2 separate regions of the Bombyx mori genome follow, and region 2 is linked to region 1. Evidence: chromatin contacts called from public Hi-C data. All regions are on one chromosome and are shown on one strand. The core of a region is the stretch at or near the end of the contact, and the rest is flanking DNA. Distances in the headings are between cores, read along the strand shown.

Region 1 (7,058 bases), core at 1,755-4,254:
GATATCTTGTAATTTTTATTAGGCACGCAACCCCACCCTGCATTGTTGTTTAATGAGCGCACTCTTGTCAACTTTATTTCTGTTCCGTACAGTTAATTAAAAAAAGTTGGATATAGCTATTTTAAAACTGTACTTTTGAAGGAACCAAAAAATAAACAAAATATATAACGTTCCTTGTTTGCGAATTTAATGTTATGATCTTTATCAATAAGTGCTAGTTAAAAATATTACTAGTGTTCGCCTAATAATTGAAATTCCACCACAATCACTGACGTATAATAAGCATTCATTTTTTGTATTTATTACTTTACCTATTTTGTTGTTTTCCCATTTATCTTGTACACATTCGATTTGTTTACTTTTTCATAATACTAAACTTTGTTAACAAGTAATAAGTAAACAAAATATAAAGTCGGTGGAAAATAGAGAAAAACAGGATACCGAAATGTTTTGTATTTATATGCCTATTTACGTTTATAAATTATAGATTTGGCACAATTTAATACGTCTTGGGTTTTGCCTTGGCCGGTCAACGGCCCACCTCATGGAGTGGTAATCATCGTTTATAGACACTAGTAATCCCAGGGCCACAGTGGTTACCTTCAATCTTGTTTGAATAAGGACCTGTCATAACCCTCTGGAACCACTATGAAGAATATGGAGTTCAGTTCATTCTAGAGCCGGATACGTGGTAAAATTTATATTTGAAAACGCGGTGTAGATAAGCACAGAGGTTTCAACTAGTAGGAAGTAAGTACCAGTCAACGCATTCTTAATGAACACCATTATCGCGTTCTTGTTCAAAAACCGAAGATGTCTATGGGCACCTGTAATCCGGTAAACCGTTTCTTCATCAGACCCGGAAGAGCGTATCAGCCAATTTAATTAAAAAAATAAATGCACTATCTATTTATTTAATTATAAATTAAGGTAAAAATACAATTGCTTACTCAAAACGGTTGATGTTAAACCTTCATTATCACCAACACGGTGTCATGTATAGCTTACCTGAAAAACGAAACAAATTAATGAACAAAAACCAATTCCATAAAATGTGTCCTAGATTCATTTACCTTATAGCTCAAATCAGGTTAAAATGTACATCTAAGTACCATATCCGTGGGCCTCTCGCATCCAGATGTTTTATAAATACCCTCCGCCGTGTCATTAAAAATATCCAATTAATTTGTAATAAGTCTTATTTGATGAAAATTAACGAGTAAAATTCAATCTTAAAGCTTAGCGAGAAGGTTCCTTATGGTTTGTAAATTTATTGTAGCTTCAGTATTTTTTAGACGTATAGTAGAGAAGTCTGTTTGAGTCGTTACAGTGTTCCGGTGAACGGTCGATGTAACATTTTTGCTGAACGCGTATTTATAATCGTAACAAACCTATTTCCAGACATGCAATCGAATGAAATTTGGCATTGCGGAATTTGATTCGAACACTCATATTTGTTGGCAAGTGTCTGAAGACTTTGTAGCAGTAGGTAATAAACATTTTTTTTTTAAATGGGAAATGCAGGCGAGATCAATAACAACGTATGCGGGTTAAGAACGAACAACAGTTATAGGCTTGTTATTGGAAAATATTAAAATACACGTTATGAATCCAATAATTTAAAGTCTGCTTTTGTAAGCATTTCGATTGTTAATCATGTGGGTCGCTTTCCTGGGCAATAATTTGTTTTCGTTCACAAAACACTTCAGGCGGACAAAAAACCGGTAAATTTAAGTATGACGATTTTTTGTATTTTTAAGTGGCGTGGGTGTAGATTTTTTTCTATCACTGAAATCAGAATTTAAGTCACAATCGCTCTGTGATTAATTGCTTTGAAAGCCGTATGAGATAATAATGTCATAACGACATTGACATGTAAAGCAGTCAATGATTCGCGGACATTAATTTTGTGAACAATCATCAAAAGTTTGTTTCAAAGGGAATACTTATATTACTTTTGCATTTGTATATTTAATTTAAAATGAGTAATAATAGTGTCAGCTATGATCATGCCCGCTATAGTGCCAGCAGAGTTTACATGTTGTTAGGAAATTTTCTTAGCTAAACGTCCTAATTATATTATTCATTGGCCTGAATCCAAATTAAATGTGAATTTAGTTCACGTACGCTGTTAATATTTTATTGATATGACAGCCATGTTGTAAAACATTTTTTTTTTGTATTTTATTATACTTAATACAACAATATGATTGTCTAAGTTTGCAAATATGCACTCAACTTGGGTAATAAAAAACAATGTTTGTAATAATGCAATAATCAAGTTACGTAGAAGTAAAAAATATGAAAATAAATGAGGATCAGCTTATAGACCTTAGATCCACTTATCTCATCAATAAACATGATAATTATTGAGATTATATTTTTGCGTTCTCACAATTTTGAGGACAAAAAAAAGGAAATTTATGAAGTTGGCATTATTCTAGCCAAATCTATTAGAAATAGTTTCGAAAGCTATTAATTCATTAAGAATTCTGTCCAAGTTGAATAGAAACTGATTTAATTTATTGGCATTTTCAAAAACGAGTCTGCATATAAATTTTGTTATTAGCTTGTCTTTGTTCCAAGAACAAACGGTGATTAAATTAAATTAGTCCATGTATGACCTCAACAGCGAATCGAGCAACCAACCCATCTCATGGAAAGTGACAACAACTGTCTCGCATGGAACATCAACAATAAAGCCAGAGCCACGCCGTTGCATATCTTAAAAAAACGCATCGTTTGCAGTTCTTTTTTTAATATTTCATTACTGTACAAAAGAATTTCTATTCAGTATCAAATGATTCAACATCCTTCTCAATGTGGACTTCATAGTGACAGCAGTAAAACATTATATATAACAATTCCTGTAGCGCTTAATGACCGGTATCTGTTTGAAAAAAAAAAGAAGAAAAAAACTGTTTTCACAAAAATTGAGAGCTCATCAAATGGACGATGTACACTGCGAGTAATTAAATTAACAGATGATGTTGCGTAGGCGAACCGTGTAGTTGTGTTAAAAGAATTAGAGAGTGACAAAACTATCGTGAGGTAGACAGGAACGAGTGAGATGATAATATTAATCTATGAACATACGATGCTAAAGACATGTGCAGACGAGTTTGCGCCAATGACTCACGTTGGCGTGACCTTTTTATTAAGATCTTATACGAATATCTAGACCAGGACATTAAATCATTTCACATAAATATCAACACTTCCTCGCAGACCAATCAAGTTTTATATTAATTCAGAGATCTAATTTGAATGTTTCCTACACTGATTCAACTCAATAGTTTCCTAATGACGTTCAAGTTTATTTTTGTATAAAAATCCCTTCAAAATCTCTTGTTTATTTTAATATTAAAAATATTTAAAAAATATTAAGTGTTCGAATCGTGTTTACATTTAGCGGAAACATGGAAAACTAATGCAATAAAATTAAAACGGACTCTCGCTATGTTGATACAAAGAGCCATTACACAAGAGCATGAATGAACCGGTAAACTTTGTGCGTTCACCAAATTGCTTAATGCGAAATGAATGGGACCCTTTAAGCCGTCTGCACACACTAGATCCGACGGCCGACTGGCGCCCGTGCATCCCACACACATGGCGCAACAGCGGCACTTTCGACATGTTTGTCTTGTTTGTTAGTAACGCCTTACCTATCGATTATAGAAAGCGAATCTCGGGAGCACACGTGAAAAAAAACATGGCCATATTCGAGGTTGATGTCATAACTATTCCTAAGTTTGTTGAACAAATTTACATAGACGCTGCCGAAATATACTCGCGCCTCTATTCTCTCTGCTGGCAAAGAAAAACTGAAATGGTGATGTACCACGCTATCACAAGGTAAGTGCGCAAATGTGGTTCGGTGTCGCCACCTACTAGCTTCTGGAGAAAGTTGAAAAGCTAGACTGGCCCAGTTTGGTATAAATCGTTAAGTTGTCCACATTTAAACGGCGTATTTCTGTTTTCACTTCTCAGAGCGTATTTCTTATAGTCAATTTGTTTTATAGTCAAAAAATATTACATGTTTTTCAATATTTTCAAATCGTAAAACCGATCATCTAAAAAGTAGCATTTCATAAAAATTATATCCAGATTATCAGTTAGCTTAACTACAATAATTTATAAACGTAAAGCTATAAAAGTTAATAGTTAATAACTAGTCATTATTGGTAGCTATCGCCTATCGCCAGTGTAAATATTAAATAACAGGTCAGACAACGTACACCCGACTGCATCGCGATTAGTGCGTGAAGGCCAGCCAACGTTATCGCACCTAGCTATAGTGAAGTTAATAATAAAACATAGTTCGTACATGCGATTTTTTTTTAAATTCGAAAACTAATCTATCTATTGCTTTCAAATTGAATTTAATTATAATCGATATTTATTACATCCGAAAAATGTTCGTTCGTTTTCAACGAATAATAATAACTAGATGATGACCGAGCTTAGTTCGTTTTTTTTTTGATAACGCCATCTTGGTGTGTCTTTAAAGCGGTTAGTTGCCCTCAATCAAGACAAATATTATTATTATTCGCCAATAGATGTCTGGAAGAGTTGATTATTGAAAACACGAATAAAACAACATTTTCTGAAAATAACGTAGCTAGATCGATTTATCGCCCCCGAAATACCCTGTTTACTAAATTTTATGAAAATCGTTGGAGTCGTTTCCTAGATTCAGATTATATATAAGTATACATTAATATACAAGAATTGCTCGTTTAAAGGTATAAGATAAAAAGAAGCCTGAGCAATTTTCACGATCGTGACCAACTAGTTTCTAGAACATAACAGTATTTTGTAGAGACAATTAAAACCAAACAAATTATGTAACACTAAGTATTGTAGGGTAACTACTAATGTCCGCCTTTTTTTTTTACTGGTAATGTTTTATTGTGATAGTAGCGCAGCTGGTTCACATAAAAATTTCAATGTATCGAAAATGTATTCCGTCTAAACTAGAAGATTTATTTGCTCATTGTGCTACATTAGTAGCATGTGGGTCAACAATTTTCCATCGTACGTGCATTTACGTTTCCTACTAACGTCACTTATTGTGACCGCTGATGTAGTCAGTTAAAAGTAGCTTTTCGGCATAATTTATAATTTCAAAGATCTCTGCCCACAGCTTTGCTCGTCTAATGGCGTGGGGGAGACCCGTGTTTAGCTTTGGGATAATAGGTACCCTTCAAAGTTCAGACTATTTCGATAGAGAATTTTGTCGAAATCAGTTCAGAGGTTTGGGGTTAAAAACTTTAGCTTTCGATGTAACTTTTAACATCGAAAGGGTTCATTTAGTTTAGTTATTCACCTAGTTTAGAAAAGGTTTTTTTTTAAGTTACATTTTTTGGCAACGTTTTCTTTAATTGAAAGCAATATATTTCAATATTTGTTTACCTGTGAAAGCTGCATGAAAATTCGTTTACGCTAATATACAAAAAAATTGAGCAAAAAAAAAAAAAACAAAGACAGTAAATTAATAATAAAAAAATCGCCGGTTTATGTTCTTTAGTTACTGCTCCCATTCTATTTTAATTGCTTTTTTTCATTCAGACATTTATTAAACAAGCAAGTAAATAATATATTAGGCAAGTTTTTTCAAACATCCTGCGACTTGCTTAAAATGTTTGTGGTCAGTTCACACGGCACACCTAGCCTGTTTGGGTGAGATAAAAGCATCCGCCAGATAGCACGAAGGACCAGCAAAAGGAATTGCATTTACTTATTTCGTTATAGCTTCAGTCCAGATCATGAGATCACTAGTCGGAAACTATATCGTCGTTTCGCATTAAAAGTGTACAATTTCCAAAAATATTCGAAATTGAGTTAATATGGGGAATCATTTGGTATCACCAGTATTCTTCTCATAAATATTGTCAAAAGAGCGTAGTTGAGTTTTAGTTTTTTTTTTCTAGTTTAAGTACCTATGTTTTGACTGCTATTAACAAAATTAATACATAATTTTATCTTACTTTAAAAGACAGATAATTAACTGGTAAAAACTACAAAATAAATGTTGCAAATTTGATTAATAATATTAAAAATATCATATGTTCAACCTTTAAAGCACTCTTCTGTAAAATTTAGTCAATTTTGAGATTATACAGTTTTAATGGGAGAAGACTGTATCCTTGCGTGTATATCAACGTTTTCAATATTGCACAACAAACTGATCGAAGGCAACAAATTAAAAGAGCGTGTCCGGAGTCACCTTCGTGGACCGTGGGTTGAACCACCCACGCTTTAAGGCCAACCTTAGAGGTAGGCAGTGTAACAAACAGCCTCACTATACCTACTTAGTTGTGCTCTGCTGAATATTCACGTATGCTAAATTAAGTATCGTTGCAAGTGAGCGCTTAAAACGTATTCACGTTTGAATAATAGATTTCCTCAACTCGTGAGTTCGAATTTAATCTATTAGTTTCACATATTGAAAATTAGTGAATTAAATACAATTAGGACGATTAGTATTTTAAAATACAAGTTTAAAAGGGGAAACGCGAATTGTAAATTATTTATTTTAATAGCAATCCGATTCAATTATCTTTATACACATAGTACGGATTAAAGGCGTAGATTGAGTACCCACCTAGAATATGAGATTCACAAGGTATTTCGATGTACCCGGTTTTAAATTTAATTTGCACTCATAATTTACTCTAATATAACGCATTATATTTCTTAGTTCGTCTAATATACTACACTTTGTATTGATTTCCTGTACTTAACAAATTAGATAATCAAGCAAAACTACATTCAGAATTATCCTATTCAATAAGGTATAACTTTAAGTGTCTCAGGTAAACAAAAAAACATTTGTTTTACGCCCTTCGGAAGCTGTTATTCTTAGGTACTTGCCTTGTACATTTTCTCATTATTAATACAATCACGTCGCCTGAGATAAACGGATATCTGTATATACCTACTAAGCGACACCAGTGTCGTGAGAACAACGATAGAATAGACGCCTCGTTTGATCCACTTTAATTTTCCAGAGATACAGGCCTTATCGAGGTCGGTGCGATAATGAATGGCGT
Region 2 (7,058 bases), core at 2,086-4,585, 43 kb before region 1:
GAATCGAGTCTAGTTTGATAATTATTTATACAAAAGGATCGTTCAATTTTGACTTACATCGTGGCTAAATCAGTGTTAGCAACTGAAGGAATTATAGAATCTTTAAAACAAGAGAAAACACGAATGTTTCTAAAATGACTTATGCATTTGCCGTTCACGACGGCAAACTGTCAAGTCCAATGAGACTTGAGTTGTTAGTTTTATAGGTCCCTGTGGGTGGATGTGATAACGCCAATCATACGGACTACTATGATGTAGACTAATTCAGTCCTCGCATAGATTACACCTACACAATCTTGCATTGTTTCATAAAAAAGACAGCTCAAAGGAATTGTGCATTTTTAATAAAAACAAAATAGCAATTAATGACATAATATTTAAATTCGCATTCAACTTCATATTATTTCTGCACAATCATGAAACTAAATTATTGTGTACTTACTAACAAAAATTAGTCAGAGCATTTTTATACTCCCAAATAGGAATGATACAATCTGTCTGCAAGTCATTAAAATACATCTAAATTTATTTAAAACTTTGTTAAACAAGCTTGTTTTTTTTGTTACTGTAGGTTTTAGTTCTTGGTTTTGATTAGTGGAAATTAGCAAACATTACATGAAAAAAGAGGGTATCCTGAGTTATTCCTACAACAAAACAAATATACATTTTATACTGATACTAGCGACCCGCCCTCGCTTCGCTTCGGAAACTGTAATTTATTATTGATTTCTCCACTATTTAATGGATGTTATTATACATATAAACCTTCCTCTTCAATCACTCTATCTATTAAAACCGCATCAAAATCCGTTGCGTAGTTTTAAAGATTTAAGCATACATAGGGACAGACAGATATAGGGACAGAGAAAGCGACTTTGTTTCATACTATACTGATATCAAAATAAGAATGGTTTTCTTGTCCTGATAAGGTTTAAGATATGAAACAGAGGAAAGGTACGGATTACGATCATATCCATACAATTTAAATCCAACGTTGTTTCTACTAAGTAACAATTCCACATAGTAAAACAATAGCGATCAGAAATCCTTTGTCAGCAATTGTCGGTTGTTAAACGCAATATGAGACGACTGCAGGTGGACTAAAACAGTTCCCATATTGCAGTCGGTTTATCGTTTAATTCTAGTGCAATTATTATTGTCGTAGATGATTGGTCACGATTCCCTGTAACTATCTGTGTATGGGGCCTTAGGGCTTTGGAGTTATTTGTTCTGAGAAGCGTTAGGTCCATGCACTTTGATTTATCAGTTATCCGTTTAATTTATTAGATTTATTTTTTTCATAAATAATTGTTCTATTGTAGTTATTACTGGTGGTAGGACCTCTTGTGAGCCCGGGCGGGTAGGTACCACCATCCTGCCTATTTCTGCCGTAAAGCAGTAATGCGTTTCGATTTGAAGGGACGCAGCCGTTGTAACTATACTTGAGACCTTAGAACTTATATCTTAAGGTGGGTGGCGCATTTACGTTGTAGATGTCTATGGGCTCCTGTAACCACTTACGCCCAAGTAGGCTGTGAGCTCGTCTACCCATCTAAGCAATAAAAAAAATCAGTAGTCAAAAAAATCAACTGTTATTCATATTTTTCCGAAAATAATCGCCGTTTCATATTTGATTTCTATTTTAATACATTAAAACTATACGCCAATATATTATGTTCTGGAGTATAGTGTTCGGAAACAAAAATAAATTCGTTCATAAAGTTCTTAAATCATCAATCAAATAAAATATTTGGAATAATAAATCTACTATCGAACCAAAACAACAAATTGAATTTAGAATACAAAATTTTAAAGCGTTACACATTTTCATAATTCATTGTTACAACAAATAACGAAATTCACAATAAATTTTACACTTTAATGATTTACCAAGGTTCACCAATGAAAATAGTCACGAACCAATGTAAATGCGCATTCAATTATTTTGAACTTCTAACCCAATATGATGGCGTATTTAGAATTTACAAATAGTAATATATAGTTTTCTTAGAAGTTGGCTGTGATTTCGTAGCATACGCTAAAATTTATTTATGAATAATTAGCGTTACCCAGATGTGCCAAAGAGAACGAACGATACAATATAAATTTTCGTAACATTATTACTTCTAAAATTGCTTGACTTCTAAATGTTATTTAATGATCCCGGGTATAATAAATCATCACTTAATTATATGAAATAAATTATTGGTTTTATTACAATAGTTCAATGATTTTCATAACAGAATCAGATAGGTACTGTTTAAAATTAAGAACACGTGACAATTTTTATTATTATTTAACTTTGTAGTAAAATGTGTTCTAGTTACGGCGATATAAAAATTATAAAAATTAGATATTAGAAAAAAAAGACCCAAATGCAACACAATATGGTTAATGAATGCATTAGACGAGATAGAGTTTAAATCTCTCGACCCGTGACCCGGCCGACGGAGCACAACCAATCCGATCGGGCTCATTACAGCTCTCGATGCATTGCGGTACAAATGCAACTAACTATCCGACGAATAGACAACGGCTATCTTTAGTCTACAATCATTTAAATCTTACCGGAAAATCTAATGTTAAGAATCATCATCATTATTCTGGCCTTTCTCCCTGGGGTCGCAACATGTTTTCTCCTTCCATATTCTTCTATCATATACCATTTCTTCGCTCACTCCCCATCTTACCCATATCGTCTTTCACGCAATCCATCCATTTCTTCTTAGGTCTATCTCTTCCTCTGTATCCTTCCACATTCATAGTTAACATTTTCTTACCAACTTCATTTTCATCTCGTCTCATCACATGTCCATACCATCCCAAACGCGCACTTCTCAGATTCTCTGTCACAGGTGCTACTTTCAGACTTATGTTAAGAATATACGACTTAAATTTTTAAGCCCAGAGACACAACCCATTGAGTTTCTCGCCGGGTCTTCTCAGTGGGTCGGTTTCCGATCCGGTGGTAAATTCTGCGAAGCACTGTTCTTGCTAGAGCCAGTGTTAGCAACACTCCGGTTTGAGCCCCGTAAGCTCACCTACACGTTAGAGCGAAGCTGATATAGCCTCTCAAGGCTATCAGCATAGGTAGGGGGGAAAAAACGACGAATAGACAATGGCTATCTTTAGTCTGCAATCATTTAAATCTTACCAGAAAACCTAATGTTAAGAATATACGCCTTAATTTTTTTAGAACAAAGCGCAGGCATTCTTTTCAAGTGTATTTAAGTTGATTGGGAAATAAAGCATGAATAAGGCCTCAGTAGTTGCCCGACGCTATCGCCCGTTATTAATAGACTTGTGTTTTAAGAGCAAGATAAGATATTTTGATGCAGCACAAGCAGCGCTCGTTGTGAGGTAGCCGTTATGGCTCGTGAACTCTGACCCCGCGTTGAAGCACATCCAATCCAATCAACCTCATTGCCGTCGGTGGACCGGTGCAAGCTATTTATTATCATTATACAAGCATGCATTTAATATGCTCGCGGCATGTTAATCATTCCATGGACGACAAGCGCCATTCAAAATGATCAATATGAATTCGAACACATTCTCGAATAAAAATAATGGATCAAAATAGAAAATCGATGCTGGGAGAGTTCATTGAATCCATTCTTCATTTGTCCAGATTTACACGGCATGCGAGATAAATGGGACGGAAATTAGCGACGCGCCTACGCTTGCTTTTGAAGTAACGTATGTAGTTAATGCAATCAAAATCGAAAAAAATGTAATCTAATGACATTACTTGAAACATCAAACAGTTTTAATCGGTCTTAATGAGGAATATTAGTATCAATTTAAAACGGCAACAGCACGAGCATTATTTATTCATTTTTTGTTTATCAAATATGACAATATATCACACGGGCATCATGTACTTGTAATTCAAGAAAAAAACCTTACGTTATTTTTATTTTATGTCTACTGTCGTAGTCTTTGATGCTTCCGCCAAAGATAAATGTATCGTAATTTTGGATTTCTCTGTGACTACCTCATCCGATATTTAACGAGCATTTTTGTTCGTTGTTATATTTACAAGGCATTAGCCTCAGCCGTTAACACAAATACAAAATAAACGAAAAACACAAAGTTACTTCTTGAAGAATTTCAATCGTCCTAAAACGCTAGTCAAACGGTAAACTAAACAAATTTAGTTACGGTACACTAACATTGATTGTTTTATCTTCATGAAACACATTCGCTGGCTTTTACTGATGTTTGCACTCGTGAATGATAGATAAAGCACATACGGCTCGCTCCAGACATGTTTTCAGTAAAGCAAGTTAAAATGTTCGGACAAACAAAATGTAGATCGGGTTCGCACTATAGATAACAATAATTTTTGTTTCCAACTAATGGTTCGTTAGTACAAATGCAATGAAAAATTCCATACTTTTGTTTGAAGGTGAACCGAAAATGTTTTACCATATGATGAATTACAGTGTAATTAATATTTGAGTAAAGTAGATGAGGAGGGGCTCGCTTAAGATAACTAAACATGGTCATCACTAGTTCCGTCAGTCGGCGTCTCTGAGTCGATAGATAATGAACCCGAGCCTTCAGTCAGAGCATGCGTCAAATGGTACCTGGTGGACTGTAAAAAGCCGAGCTAACGGTTCTCACTAGTAAGGCAGGATTTAATAACGTTTCCCCGTAATTGGAGGTACGACTCTGGAGTAAACAACTTAGCCGTTTGATCATAGTTGTTTGTTGAATTATATAATTACAGTGTACACCATTTATATTATTAAAGTAGAATATTTTTTAAGCCTTTTTTCACGGTTCATTTTTTTTAAGTGGTTGAGATATGAGTTTGAAGGTTTCAGTATAGTCACAACGGTTGCCCCACCGTTCAAATTGCAGATTGGTGGTACCTACCGGTAGATTGGTGGTACCTACCGGTGCGGACTCACAAGAGGTCCTACCACCAGTAATTACGCAAATTATAATTTTGCGGGTTTGATTTTTATTACACGACGTTATTCCTTCACCGCGGAAGTCAATCGTGAACAATTGATAAGTACGTATTTCGTTAGAAAAATTGGTACCCGCCTGCGGGATTCGAACACCGGTGCATTGCTACATACGAATGCACCGGACGTCTTATCCTCTAGGGCACGACGACACGAAGCCTTTAATAAATTTTAATAAGTAATAACAAAGTTTATAAATATAAACATGAAATTAAACGATTTTGGGAATAGCGATCACAACAAAACCGTAATATTTGAGGTACTTACTCGAAATCGTCTGAGGAAAAGATAAAGAAAACGAAACCATATTTCACTTGAAATGAACTGAGGCAGTGTTTCACAATCAAAAACAGAAATAATTGACGTTACATCAATTCGTTGTCCTTGTTAATACAGCCAACAAGCTTTACTGTAATACTTAAGCAGCCTGTAGAACTGGCTCAGGTGCTCAGGAACTTGTGTCAACTATGACTTAGCACAATGGACGGGTAGGATTCCCATACGCATACGCAGTGACAGTGTGTTCAGAATATCTTATGTTGCAATAGCTATGCGGAATCGAGTATGCGCCGTATTAACTATACAATTTTTTCTCGTAGGTCATTAGAAAATCTCAATCCATAGAAAGAGATCTATCTATGCGTTACTTAAATTTTAAAATCAAAAACTTTAATGGCGTAGCTTATAACACAAAAAAACTTCAATTATATTTAATCTGTTTAGTTGGCCTTAAGATAGTCTCAACTCTTAAGAGACTACGAAAAAATGTTCTTCACGGATCACGTACCAAAAGAAACTGTTCTAAAATAATGAATACACGCGTAGGTACATTATGTTTTATCCCAAATACTTGTACGTAGCGTCTAAAACAATGGAATATCAAAGCATTTACACGTTACCATTTGTTTAAGCTATAAAAACGAATGTTAAAATCTAAGAGTAAAACATTTTAAGATATTAGTCACACGCCAAGCACCGCGAAACTATTGTTTCGACAATATGCTCCGACATACGAATCGCATACTGTTCAATATATTTTTGGACTGCCACCGGTTTACTTTACAACACGCATTTACGCGAACGTACGGAACAACAACGGCGATATTGCCAATTGCGAAAACAATAATTTACTGTGGAAAAAAAGATTTCAAATCGCAATACGTTTTGTAGGAAACTTTTTCATACGCATTTTCAATAGGCACGTGTAGTATTTCAACGAGGTTCTAAGCACAACCTGTGACTGATCATAATTGTGCGTTTGGTCCTAATAAGGTACGTGGCTGGTTTTTTGAGTTGCTTTTTGATGTACAAGCAATGTCTATCCCGCGTTTCAATTTATCTTAAGATTTACGTTTGTATTGTAACATTCCACGCGCTTATACACATGAATAGTGACAAACTCAATATTCAAGTCACGCTCCCTGTCTCTAAGGGATATTGTTGATCATCAATCTATAGACGCGCATTTAATTAGTATTCATTAATTTAAAATAATAAACATAGGACCTTGACTATTTTATTGTTAGAATATAAACTACGTGAGTATAGTTTTTTGTTTTTGTTTTTTAATGTATTAGTCGAATCAAAGGACAGCAGAATAATGAAAAAACTGGATGTCCAGCAGAAGACTCTATTTCTGATTAGCAAATAATATGTTTTTAAACTTACCGCTTATCGAAAATACTGTGCTTAAGCCACGATACCTTGATCCATGTTATTTAAATAGTACTAAATAGAAACTAAGCGAAAAACAGTAAACGGACAAAACTTATTTTTCAAAATTATTGCGTAAAATTTACAAATGCATGAAAACAACACAACATTACTAGCCCGAGAGCCCGTGGGATTTACCTGTATGTATTTGACCAGACCTGAATTTTCGTACATTGAGACCCCTATACCTACCATGCATGAGGTGGGGACTCACTAAGCTCAAAGTGGTCGACGCGCCGAGCGCTCAGGTAGGACAGGTACCGATTTTGACGGATTTTAAATCCATTTGACCACGTCTGCCGTTTTGAAATTTTGAAAATATATGATTATTATTATCGGAAAATAAGAATGGCAGACCATTATCGC

The links. A called contact is a pair of places that touch in the nucleus more often than the background predicts.
Region 2: a contact with region 1 is called in a Hi-C map of middle silk gland, with 2.0 times the contacts expected there. The contact joins two enhancer-like sites. A contact is called at or near these places in 3 of 7 Hi-C or Micro-C datasets (middle silk gland, posterior silk gland and an unstated tissue).

Annotation. Positions count from the first base shown.
Region 1 is chr6:9,249,852-9,256,909 of ASM3026992v2, reverse strand. LOC101736332 (non-structural maintenance of chromosomes element 1 homolog) reads right to left here. Exons shown (of 8, transcript XR_009973393.1): 7 at 951-1,008. The region is part of intron 1 of LOC101736543 (protein held out wings); the gene reads right to left. Among protein-coding and RNA genes, the nearest start is that of LOC101736543, 8.6 kb to the right of the region's middle. Within about 2 kb of position 3,004, at least 6 of the 8 cell types and tissues checked have open chromatin away from gene starts, as enhancers often do.
Region 2 is chr6:9,292,873-9,299,930 of ASM3026992v2, reverse strand. All of the region lies in intron 2 of LOC101736543 (protein held out wings), which reads right to left. Among protein-coding and RNA genes, the nearest start is that of LOC134199082, 4.7 kb to the right of the region's middle. Within about 2 kb of position 3,335, at least 4 of the 8 cell types and tissues checked have open chromatin away from gene starts, as enhancers often do.